4 separate regions of the Mus musculus genome follow, and all the other regions are linked to region 1. A link is a contact called in public ChIA-PET and promoter capture Hi-C data. All regions are on one chromosome and are shown on one strand. Each heading gives the region's core, a stretch centred on a gene start, on an enhancer-like site or on the middle of the called end of the contact. The rest is flanking DNA. Distances are from core to core; before and after follow the strand shown.

The links. Promoter capture Hi-C pulls out the DNA fragments that hold promoters and counts their contacts. ChIA-PET counts read pairs in DNA pulled down with a chosen protein or histone mark. Capture Hi-C pulls out chosen DNA fragments and counts their contacts.
Region 2: a contact with region 1 is called in an RNA polymerase II ChIA-PET map of memory CD8 T cells, with 8 read pairs. The contact joins the promoter of Septin6 here to the promoter of Slc25a43 in region 1. A contact is called at or near these places in 2 of 39 promoter capture datasets (embryonic stem cells and liver), 1 of 115 datasets of contacts at active chromatin or transcription factors (memory CD8 T cells) and 1 of 9 other capture datasets (liver).
Region 3: a contact with region 1 is called in a promoter capture Hi-C map of liver, with 4 times the contacts expected there. The contact joins the enhancer-like site here to the promoter of Slc25a43 in region 1. A contact is called at or near these places in 5 of 39 promoter capture datasets (the 3T3-L1 cell line, HPC-7-derived erythroid cells, hippocampal neurons and 1 more) and 3 of 484 Hi-C or Micro-C datasets (liver and ventricular fibroblasts).
Region 4: a promoter capture Hi-C map of adipose tissue shows a contact between it and region 1. The contact joins the promoter of Nkrf here to the promoter of Slc25a43 in region 1. A contact is called at or near these places in 6 of 39 promoter capture datasets (the C10 cell line, embryonic stem cells, hematopoietic stem and progenitor cells and 3 more), 18 of 484 Hi-C or Micro-C datasets (B cells, the Ba/F3 cell line, CD8 T cells and 14 more), 6 of 115 datasets of contacts at active chromatin or transcription factors (bone marrow-derived dendritic cells, embryonic stem cells and microglia) and 3 of 9 other capture datasets (adipose tissue, liver and pancreatic islet).

The regions. Positions count from the first base shown.
Region 1 is chrX:36,742,291-36,745,041 of GRCm38.p6, forward strand. It overlaps Slc25a43 (solute carrier family 25, member 43), which reads left to right and starts at 1,342. Exons shown (of 5, transcript NM_001085497.2): 1 at 1,342-1,728. The coding sequence starts at 1,454.
Region 2 is chrX:36,988,316-36,991,066 of GRCm38.p6, forward strand. Septin6 (septin 6) reads right to left here and starts at 1,380. Exons shown (of 10, transcript NM_019942.5): 1 at 1,064-1,380. The coding sequence starts at 1,093.
Region 3 is chrX:36,532,629-36,535,379 of GRCm38.p6, forward strand. No RefSeq gene overlaps it. Among named protein-coding and RNA genes, the nearest start is that of Gm14569, 41 kb to the left of the region's middle. Within about 2 kb of position 1,328, at least 3 of the 459 cell types and tissues checked have an H3K27ac peak or open chromatin away from gene starts, as enhancers often do. A contact at or near this core is called in liver, where this site is marked.
Region 4 is chrX:36,902,043-36,904,793 of GRCm38.p6, forward strand. Nkrf (NF-kappaB repressing factor) reads right to left here and starts at 1,423. Exons shown (of 3, transcript NM_029891.3): 1 at 694-1,423. The coding sequence starts at 959.

The DNA of each region.
Region 1 (2,751 bases), core at 92-2,591:
GGTTTCATTCTGTCATTTTCTCTTTCCAGTCTTCTCCCCCATCCCTCTGACACTGCCAGCTTAATTTCTGAGGCAAGTTCTCTTACCAAACCTGGAGTTCACTATTTCAGAAAGACATGGACCACTGTGCCCAACTATTACATGGATGCTAGAGGTCCTCTTGCTTGCCTATCAAGCACATTACCTACTGAGCCATCTCCCCCATTTTTTCAGTAGTGAGATGAGCCACCAAGAACCTGAAATTGCTGGGACATGTGTTCTGATATCATATTGTATCCCATGAAAATGTACAATTAGTGTGTGCCAGATTGGATGGATGTGCTTAGCTTGAAAAGGTTCCATTAGCAACATGAGAATCAATATAGAAAATAAGATGCAAATTTGGGATGTCTTATGCTAACAGTGCGTTTGCTAGCTGTCTCTTTCCTTGTAATTATCATTGTTGAGCCCTTTAAAAAAAACAGAAATAAAATTGGAAAGTTGTTAATATTTTTAAATCCTTCTTAGATTCTGGCAAAGCCACAGTTATCACCTTTTTACCTATATTGTCCTAACCCTTACCTAACAGAATCACTGAATGTATGTACTACTGCCACTATGCAATCCTTGGGTGTGGCCCTTATTAGGTCTAACATTGACCTACATAGGAACCCCGATTCTGCGAGGTAGTGAACACTCAGGCTTGAGCAAGTGTCTCCGTGTCTTAGTTTCCTCTTCTCTACGGCAGCAGCTAGTCATACCCTCATAAGCACCACATACAGACTGGTTACTTCTTCCAGCCACTATTCATTTCATCTTTATAAATTAAATTTTCATTTATTAAATTTTCATTTAATCCTCGAAAGTACCATCTTCATAGTACAGGTGAAGCAACTGGGACACAAAGTGAGCAATCGACTTCCCTACCCTCCTATGACATGTCATCTGCAGAGCTAAGGATTCTAAGGCAGGTAAGGTTCCAAAGCCTTAAGCACACCTATAGTCTCTGAAAAGGAGGCTCTAACAAGTTGTCTACTAGGTAGCAGCAGGTTGTTATTCAAGGTCTGTCTTTTCTGCACTCTGGATTTAAAATAAAAGAAGCCTATGGAAGAGAAGATAGACAGGCGAAGGGGGATGACATAGAATGTGAAAAGGGACCCAGAAGAAGCAAAGTACCTAAGGGAATACCTAAGAAAAACGTGATGCTGGCTAGGCCCAGAAAGAACAGGAAATGGAAGCCTCGGTCTTGCCTATTGCATTGCAAACACACACTAACTGAGCATGCCTCAGATACCTGAGAGAGTCGCCTTTGATCCCACCCTATCCCTGAGGCGCTGCTCGGGTGTGAGCCTGACTTCCCCAGTTCATCTCCCAAGTCCGCCCCACGCCGGGCGGGGCCTGGCCGGACTGCTCTAACTGCCCCCGCGAGCCCAGGGCACCAGCCACGAGGTGGCCGGCACGGGCCTGGGTCAGGATGGCTACGTGGAGACGGGATGGCCGGTTAACCGGCAGCCAGCGGCTCCTGTGTGCGGGGCTGGCCGGGGCGTTCAGCCTCAGCCTCACCGCGCCCCTGGAGCTTGCCACTGTGCTGGCCCAAGTCGGCAAGGTGCAAAGCCACTCCCTGGGGCTGTGGGCCACCGGACGCCGGGTGTGGCTGTCCGAGGGGCCAAGGGCCCTGTGGAAAGGGAATGGCGTGGCCTGCCTGCGCCTCTTCCCCTGCAGCATGGTACAGCTGGCCGCCTACCGAAAGTAAGAGCCCGGTGGGAGGGGTCGGGAGATCGGACTGGAATGGCAAAGCTGCCACCCTGATGAATCCTAAGAAGTCTCAGTTTCCCTTCCTCTGTAAAACCGGATGGGAGTCGGGTGGGGGTGGAGGCTGGCCTTGGGAGGGGGCTACAAGGCCATATGTGTGGCCCCTAGGGTACAGTAGCAGTTTTTCACATGCTCTTGAGATTCTTGCCCTGTGAACTGCAGTTTTGTGACCTCTTGAGTCTTTCTGGGAGGAGGCAGAATTAGCAAATGATATCTGGGGGTAAAGAAACAAAAAGGCTTCCCATGGCGATAAGGTCTATCCATTCCCAACGTCTAGTAACTTGAAAATGTTTGCTTTTCTGGCTTAGGAGAGAACGCTCTCTTTTTTTTGTTTGTTTTTTTTGTTTGTTTGTTTGTTTGTTTCTTGAGACAGGGTTTCTCTGTATAGCTCTGGCTATCCTGAAACTCACTCTGTAGACCAGGCTGGCCTCGAACTCAGAAATCCGCCTGCCTCTGCCTCCGGAGTGCTGGGATTAAAGGCGTGCGCCACCACGCCCGGCAGGAGAGAACACTCTTGATGGTGTGTAAAAAGTGAGACCAGTGTCCTAAGGAGTAAGTGGGTAGTACAGGAAGAAGGACCAGTCTCTTGCCTCAAAAAGAGTTCTGTCCACCATCCCCATCTCCAATCTCAGCCTAACTTGGCTTTAGGATCCAACAGGGTCTGCAGCATCCTTTCTCCAGCAGGGACTTGTCTCCTCAGCCTAATGTTTCCCCCACTCCCAGCTGCCATCCTGCGGCGGCGGTTTCTCACCTTCTCCCACATCAACCACTGCTGCGAGAATAAGAGCTAAAGATGCAAGGGAGTGACCTTAAAAAGAGCTCAAGGATGTTTGCATGGGAGCTAGAAAGGAAGCCTAAAAAAGGAAGTCAGTGATGACGGCTCTGAGGGGAGGGTCTGTTTCCCTATTGGGGACGATGGTCTGTAAGTTCCTCATTCGCTAGGCACAGGGCCAGCTCTAA
Region 2 (2,751 bases), core at 130-2,629, 250 kb after region 1:
CAAACATGGAACCTCGGGTTCCTGGGTATGATTTCTCTGCACATCCCAGGCTGGAAAACTTTAGTTTTTTAAGATGATTTTTTTTTTCCTCCAGAGTTGATCGCTACCGAAAGAGAGAACACTGCTTCTGCAAGTCTCACACTGTTCTCGTTGGTCTCTACAGAAAGATGTTAGCGCCACAGGTTTTAGCATATAAACCCATGTACACTGAACCCAAGACCGACGCTCAGGGAACCGTCCAGGAACGTGCCAAAATACCCAACCAGCCACCTACAGGCTGGGATAAACTGCATCCCTCCCTCCCTTCCACAGATACACAAATGGGACCCCGTGGGACACAGCACAAGTGGACACAGCATTGGAACACAGGGACACACACCGTAGAGGTGAGCACACAGAAACAGGCCAACTCATTTAGGGTCACATAACCCTGCCACGGGGAAGGCAGGAGGGCGCGCATGCACATATATGCGCACACGCTGATACCCATACAGACGCAGTCACGTATATAATGCATATGGAGAAACCCTACTCCAGCTAGTCACCTCCCCGCCCCCCTCACCACACTCTGCCTTAGGTCCCGGGCTACCCCCCAGCTCCGCGCCCCTCTATCTGAGCAAGCTGGAGTCCCAGCAGGCAGCTGTGGCAGGGGCGCTCCCAAGCTAAGAGGACAGGGGCCCCGGAGGGCTCCAGACCCATGCTGCCATTCATTCGGCAACGCCCCAGCGGCGGGGCCGCAGCTGCAGCAAGGGAGGCGGAGGCGCTCACTGCAGCTCTCTCCGGCGATGCAAGTTCAGCTGCCCGCCAGTATGCTTCTCCAACCCTCCCGCCCCCCCACCCTCCCGCCAACACAGGTCTCCAGGACATGCTGCGGGGAGAGTAGACTGAGCCGCTGACCCCAGGAGCAAAAAGTCCCGCCTTGCCTCTTTGCTCCTGGATGCTACCCCATTGCCCTCCTCGTGGTAGTGGTGGTAGTCGAGCCGCAACCAAGTCTGCTCGGCCGTCCCCAGCCCCACACCCTCAACCCCTAGCCCGGGGACTGGTATCCAAGCCCTACACTCACCACCTGGCGAGCTATATCGGCCGCTGCCATCGCTCCTTGGTCCGCCAGGGCTGCTTCGGGTGCCTCCGCAACGGGAGCTGCTGCACAGGAAACAGAAGAGCTCCTCCGACAAAGAGAAAGTGTTACACTTCGGGCGCGACCAAGTCTGGTGGAGGGAGGTGCCAGGGAGGGGCCCCCTCACCGCTGCTCCAACCCCAACCTCTCCTCTATCACCCACCCCCTCAGAGTAGGTGTGGGGAGGGGACGGATTGGCCGCGCTGCCTTCCCCTAGGGCGAGCCCAGTTCCAGTTCTCTCTGCAACCCGAGTCTCGGCCTCTGTGAAGGGGGCGGGGGCTCCCCTCGGTGACCACGTCCTCCGCCCCCCCCCCTCCCTGCCGCTACTGGGCTCCGTGGTACGTCCCGACCTCTGCTGAATTGTCACACACACACACACACACACACACACACACACACACACACACACCCTGTTTTCCTTTACATCCCTGAGCCCCCAGACCTGAGGCTGGAAGGGTGTCCTGGCTCCTCCCCCTCCTACTCTTTGCTCCTAGGCTGAGATCTGCAGTCCGCTTTCTTTTCCCAGCCCCCATAACCTCTTGTGCTCCCAACTGAGAACCCTGGGTGCCTGGGTGGGAGCATTGGTCTCTGGAGTGTCAGTGCTTTCCCGTAGTCTACCCTAACTAATCCTGTTATCTCCTTGGGTTGGGGAGGGGCGGTGGCAGGACAGGGGTTGCAGCACCTGCAGCGCCACCACATTACAGCTTAGAAATGGAGCATTAACTGGGGAGCTGCAGTGCAGCCCCACAACTGAGCTGGGACTTGTGGAGGACATCGCTCCTGTCCTGAGGTGCAGTAGGAGCCCAGCTCTCCACTACTGTACCAAATAGAAACTGACGTCACTGGTCCCACTCTGGTCCCTCCTCTCAGTATGAACAGGGCGAACAGGGATGCAGAACATCCCACCTTTTAGGTTAGAAGCCAGAAGGGAGTCTAAGAATGGGAACTGAAGGTCTCTAGCTCTGTTGAGGCAGATGCAGATACAGGAGGGGTAATCATTCTGTCCAGTTCCAATCGTTCCTCAATACTTATTCATCCCAGGACCATATGGCTGACCTGGGACAGCTCATAACATCCAAAGGCTAGAAAGATGCCTGCCTGCTCTCCTTTTCCTCCCAGACAACTGCCATTGGTGGCCCTCTTCCTGGCATGCTTCCCACCTCCCTAGCCTTGGAGTCCACCCCTCTCCTCTTCTCTCTCTCTCTGTCTTGGGATTGGCTTTTTTGTTGGCTCCGTATGATTGATGAACTTGGTGAGATATGGTTTCTCAAAGGCCCAGGAGGCCCCCACTTCAGAACGATAGGATCTTAGGTCTCTCTCCTGAGGAGGGGACAGCAGAAAACAAGAAAGAACCAGGGAGAGGGATCTCACACAAAGACCAGGCCTAGAAAGTATAGGGAGAGCAGAAGCAGGGAACCAAAGTGTCTACAATAGAACTGCCCTGGTCCTGCACTGCACCCAGCAGTGAATGCTTCTCGTGTTCTCTCGGGGACTCTTCAAGTAACCTCTACATCCTGAGCACAAGGACTCTCTGAAACGTGTCCCCAGTGCTGAAAGCAGGATCCCATTAAGTGATCCCTGTTTCATCAATGTTCTAGATACTCAAGAGAGTGGGCTAAAAGAGAAGAGCCTGG
Region 3 (2,751 bases), core at 78-2,577, 210 kb before region 1:
CTAGAAGTTTGTTCTATCCCTCAAAAATCCCAGTACAGTTTGCTTCCTTTCTTTCATCCACCTAGTGAGTAGGATCTCCTAGGCCTTCTTTGCCCATGATGTACATTTTTACTTCAATTTCACCTTGATATAAACCAAACAAGAGGGGGGATGGCTAGAGTCTGGTGGCCCTTTCCAGTCCTACCCAGGGATGGTTATCAATGTACCAACATCCCAGGCACACCTGAGTGTACACCAGTGAATCTGTACTTATGATTTGCATGCTATTTCTCCTCTCTTTCAAGGCCTACTTCAGTATTGAGTTTCCATCAAATGGAGAAAAGGGGGCTTCAAGCCCACTCCTAGTTTATTCTCCTATTAAGTTCATAATAAATTTTGTTTATTTCTTTAACTACAGTTTCTGTCAAGAAGTTCATGAAGAGATTTTTAACCAGTCCCATCCTTTAAGAGATGCCTCCTGAAAGCTAACCAGTCAACAGTATCACAAGGAGAAAACTATGGTCTGCTTCTTAAAAAAAAAAAAAGTTGCTGTTTTGTGATCCTGGGAATTGAGTTTAAGACCTGATGCCTGCTCAGCCAGAGCTCTATCCCTCTTTATGTTTTGTTTTGAGATAGAGTCCCACTAGTTTGCCTAGGCTACCTTGGAGTTCACAATTGTCCTACCTCAGCCTGCAGAGGAGTTGGGATCACAAGCCTGAGCCAGCAGCCTTGGCTGTTATCTGCACCTACACCCATGCCTCCGCCTTTATTAATAAGGAGCTAGCTAAACAAACAAGACTGCAAGAAAGCTCCAGAATTCTTGGTCTTAAAACAAAAAAAAAAATCATTACAGGGGGCTGGAGAGATGACTCAGTTGATGAGTTGATTCATATTTTTATTTTATAACCATTAATGCTGAGAACAGGACTTTGCATATATACATATTTAAATGCTAAAAATTGAAAGAAGACTGTTTCGGGCCATTTTAGAAGCTATTTGAACCACTCTTATCTATAACCATATCATGCTGATCTCAAGAGCTGTTGCAAATTCTGTCCTATCTCGAGCCCAAATTCACTTAATATGATTAGTTCATAAAACTCAAGTCTGCAATTCAAAAGCAATTAAAAGTCAAGCACTATAATACATATTAAAAAGCCTTTAATAACCACAATTAAACCATTATACTTCTACAACACCAGAAAACTTTATATATACAGTAAAAAAAAAAAAACACTGTAATTTACAGCATACCATATAGCCTTTAATCTGAGCCCAAGTGTTTCACAGTGGACTAGTTAGTATTGTCTGGTATGCACACACGCACAGTGCAAAGTGCACATGTGTGTCCAGAAAGAAATTATGCAATACAGTCACAAGACGAATGTGGGGAGGTGCTGCCACAGCCTCAGGTTGGGAGACAAATCTGAGGAACAGTTGGGGAAAGAAGAGCCTGACGCTGCCAATCTAAAAACCAGGAGGCTTGCTTGGTTCAAGCAGAAAAGTACACAGGGAAACATACTCGTGTCCTTGGTAGCTAAGGAACAGACTTTATCACCAGAGAGAAGAGTTGTAGATTTTGGCAGTCCTGAGCCTGGTGTAAGCAGATGGATCAACCTCTGGAAGCCTATAGAGTCTAAGAACCCTGAAATTCTAGCAGAATCCATGGCGTCTTCACCTGGATCCCTCATGCAGGGTGATCAGTTCTTAGGTGGTCTGGAAAGGCAAGGTAAGTGTTCCACCTGTACTGATCTCAGTACTGTCAATAAACTTGTAAACCCTTCTTCAGCTAGCAGTGGTTGCTACAACCCTTCAATACAGTTAATGCTCTGGGGACCCCCCCCCAACCACAAAATTATTTTCATTACTACTTAAATTATATAACTATAATTTTGCTACTGTTAGGAATAGTAACATAAATATCTGATATGCAGCATATTTGATATTCAACACCTGTGAAAAGGTCGTTTGACACCCCCCACCCCCGAAAGGGGGTCACAGCTCACAGATTGAGAACCACTGCTAACTGCTGGCTGATAGAACCTAAGGCATATTGTCTGGGGGAATCTGGGAGGGGTGAGCAAACCTGCCCAGCCCGAAGATTGCAAAACTGAGTGTGGCCACCAGAGGTCCCTAGTACACAAGAAAGGGAAGCTACTGAAATGGAGACATTCCAGTCATCCTAAATTTGTGCGAGCTGGGCTCAATGATTATCAGCAGCAAAAGAAAGCCAAAATTCCACAATTCTGTCTGACCTTATCCCCCATTTATATCATGCACATCAGTGTTTCATCTTTGATTTTGTTTTTTTCCCCCTTGTGTTTTTATTTTTGGCCACATTTTACCAGCTTTTTGTTTTATTTTGTTTGTTTTATTATAGTTGTAAAACATGAAAGGAGAGAATCTCTAAATACAGAGTGTGGGGAGGCCCTATTATCACAAGATTTTTTTCTGGCAAATCTAATGGAATAATAAAGAACATTTTTATCAAAATAAAAGTTGGAGGGACATCTCTAGCCCCCCTCATTTAATTCTCAAATTAAACACACACACCATAGTGAGAAATATACAGTGAATAAAATGTCCTAAATGTGAAAACTAAAACTAACAGTAAACAAATAGTTTCAAAGGCCTCCAAAAGTTCCTTATGGAACTGAATTGTGTCATCAATATTAAGAGCTCCTGATGCAATTTGTGTGGAACACTCTAGAAATTACACAAGCTGGATTAAATGTTCCAAGAGTTATAAATATATTACCAATGGCTCATTCT
Region 4 (2,751 bases), core at 173-2,672, 160 kb after region 1:
TCCATCTTTCCAGCAGATAGATCCATTTCTTTGTTTGAGTACATTATGCGCAAATCTACAAGCAAGTCTGACACTGCGGCTCAAAGACCCGACACATACCGCCTCCCCAGGAGAAGATGATAAGACCTGGCTGGGGGGCTGCAAGGAGAGGGGGTTGCTTTATTTCATGGAGGTAGAAGAAGAGAGTGGTCTGGAGACTAGGATTAGAACTGCGGAGTTCCTTGTCTTCCCCTCGGAAGCTCCATCAAATAGCCTCTGCAGATGTCGCATCCTTGGAAGCCCCTATGCGGGTCTGAGGTTCTGCTCTTTATCACCAATCGCAACGACTACCTCTCAATGACCCTCTTCCAGGATCTACTTTATCTCCATCTCTGGTCCTGGAGGGGCATCTCTGTGCCCTCATGGGCTGTCATGTCATCGCCTGCAACCGCGATCGCCCACCCCACCCCGCAACGACTAGTGAAGCGTCTCCATGTCCTCTAGCAAAATTTCAAATCTTAAGCCTCCAAGCCATAATCCGCATCCTGCCCCGGTTCCCATCTGGACCACCTTTACTGACTCTCTCCTTGCCTTGGTCTGTCCATAACCCAAACTCCACCATCCGTCATCTGTTCTTCACCTCCATCACTCAGCCGACCCGCATCACCCATCTCCCACCCTGTCCCTAACTCAACCTCCCAACACCATCCTCACCTGCAGCCCAGGAAAACGTGGTTTGTCCAGGCGGCGGAGAGCGCGAGGAGCTGGTCCAGGGCAGCCCCGGGATAGCTGTGCAGGTGCCGGCAGATGAAGCTCCGCCGCAGAGCCCACTGCCAGTCACTTTCGTGGCTATAGCGCCACTGCTCCAGCACTGGCTCAGGCGGGGGCGGCGGGAGGGGCGGCAGCGGCGGCGGCGGGAGGGGGGGCAGCGGCGGCGGCGACAGGAAGTCGCCCCCCAGCAACAGACGTCCTCCAGCCATCTTCTCTGCTTCAGAGTGGGGACGGCCCCCGGGGACGATGCCTACCAACTGGCCGGGGGCAAGCGAGGCGGCTGGGGTTGGGGGGGGGCAACCTGTGTGTGAGGGACGCTCAGGGCTGAGACTGGGGGGGCTGGGGGTATGTGCCTGGGGGGGGCGGGGGCTACGCTTACAGAGAAACGGGGATGGGGGGTCAATGGTCGTTGTCGCCACGCCAGCCGCACGGCTCCAACTAATGTGGGGACGTGAGGGCTTCCTTATATATGGGGCACACTAGGCAGCGGACTTGGGCCCTGCCACACAGCACCTCTGCGGACCCTGGGACCCACACACTGAGAGAGTAGCGGCAAGAATAAAAAAAAAAAATAAAAAGAAGAAGAAAAGAAGGAGGAGAAGCACCAGCACGCTGCGCTCCCCGGCTCGGGTCTCTCACCCTACCTCCCCGCGTGCCACCCTGAGGTTGTGAGGCCACAGCGCATGAGCCGCAACCGGTCTCCAACTTCAAAGTCCCGCGCGAAATCTCGCGCGATGGGCATTTTTCCCTTCCTCTGACGTCACTCTTCATTGACGCACTCTGCTGACTGGCAGAAGGGCGGAGACTCCTGGTAGGGGACTCTCGGGGCTTCAGTGGGGTTCTAGAATTTGATGATTCCGTTAAGTCCCTGGAAGGTGCCCTCAGGTGATTAGTTGGCTGTGATGCCTGGCATTATGCTCTAGCTGTGTCCTTGGAAAGGGGTTTGGGTTTCAAGGGGATGTGGCATGTTTTTTTTCTGTTAGCTCTGAGATGCCTCTTCAGAGAATAGCTTGAAAAAAAAAAACAATGCGTCTTTCAGCATCAGCTTTGGAGTTGCTTGTGAAAGTGTGGTTGAAAAGGCGACATTTGCAAAGAAAATAACAGCAACACTTCTCTAGCTGACCCTCTTACATTTTTCTGATCATGGTTACAGACAATTCTGTATTGTCTGTCGAGTCAAAACACACACACACACACACACACACACACACACACACGGCACATGGTTTTGTTTTTCAACTGCAGCCCAGGCTACCTTCCAACTCACAGTACAACTAAGAGTGATCGTGAACGTCTGTCTTACTGCCTGAACCTTCCAAGTGTTGAGATTACAAAGCGTATCATCATGTATTTTTATTTCAGTTTACTAAAGACCCAAAAGACTAGTTAATAGCCGCTGGGCAGAATAATGGACAAATCATTATACAGATGGCAACCATGGTAATGAGAATGAACCCCGCATAGATTTAACACTTACACTAGCAGTATTACCCTCAACTTTAACGAAAAAGGGAGGCTAGCTTCGAACTTAGCCTGGCCTCTTGGATACTTGGAATACAGATTCTGATCTATGCTCAACTTGCGGATTGACAAGAATAACAAATGTAGCTTCTAATTTGTGTTTATGTGTGTCTGTGGGAGTAAGGGAGGACAGATGCTAGGAAAACAGGAAGGGATGCATGAGAGGGAGAGAATTACTTCACTGGAAAAATTGCCCTACAATTAAATCTCAATAACAGTATCTATGCTTTATTAAAAATACCAAAACTCATTATTGAATGGGTCCACACCTAATTATTACGAAAAGCTGTAAATTCTTAATTATGTTTTCTTGAGAACTGCTGTTCAAATTTCCTTCTAGGTGTATATCCACTGCTGATTAATGTTGTAGCGTATATTATATTCTGGTTTTGCACATTTCTACACATGTAACTATTTCCACTCAATGGTGTCATTTTAATTTAGGTCTTGACATCTTTCACAAGTTAGCACTGCGTCTTT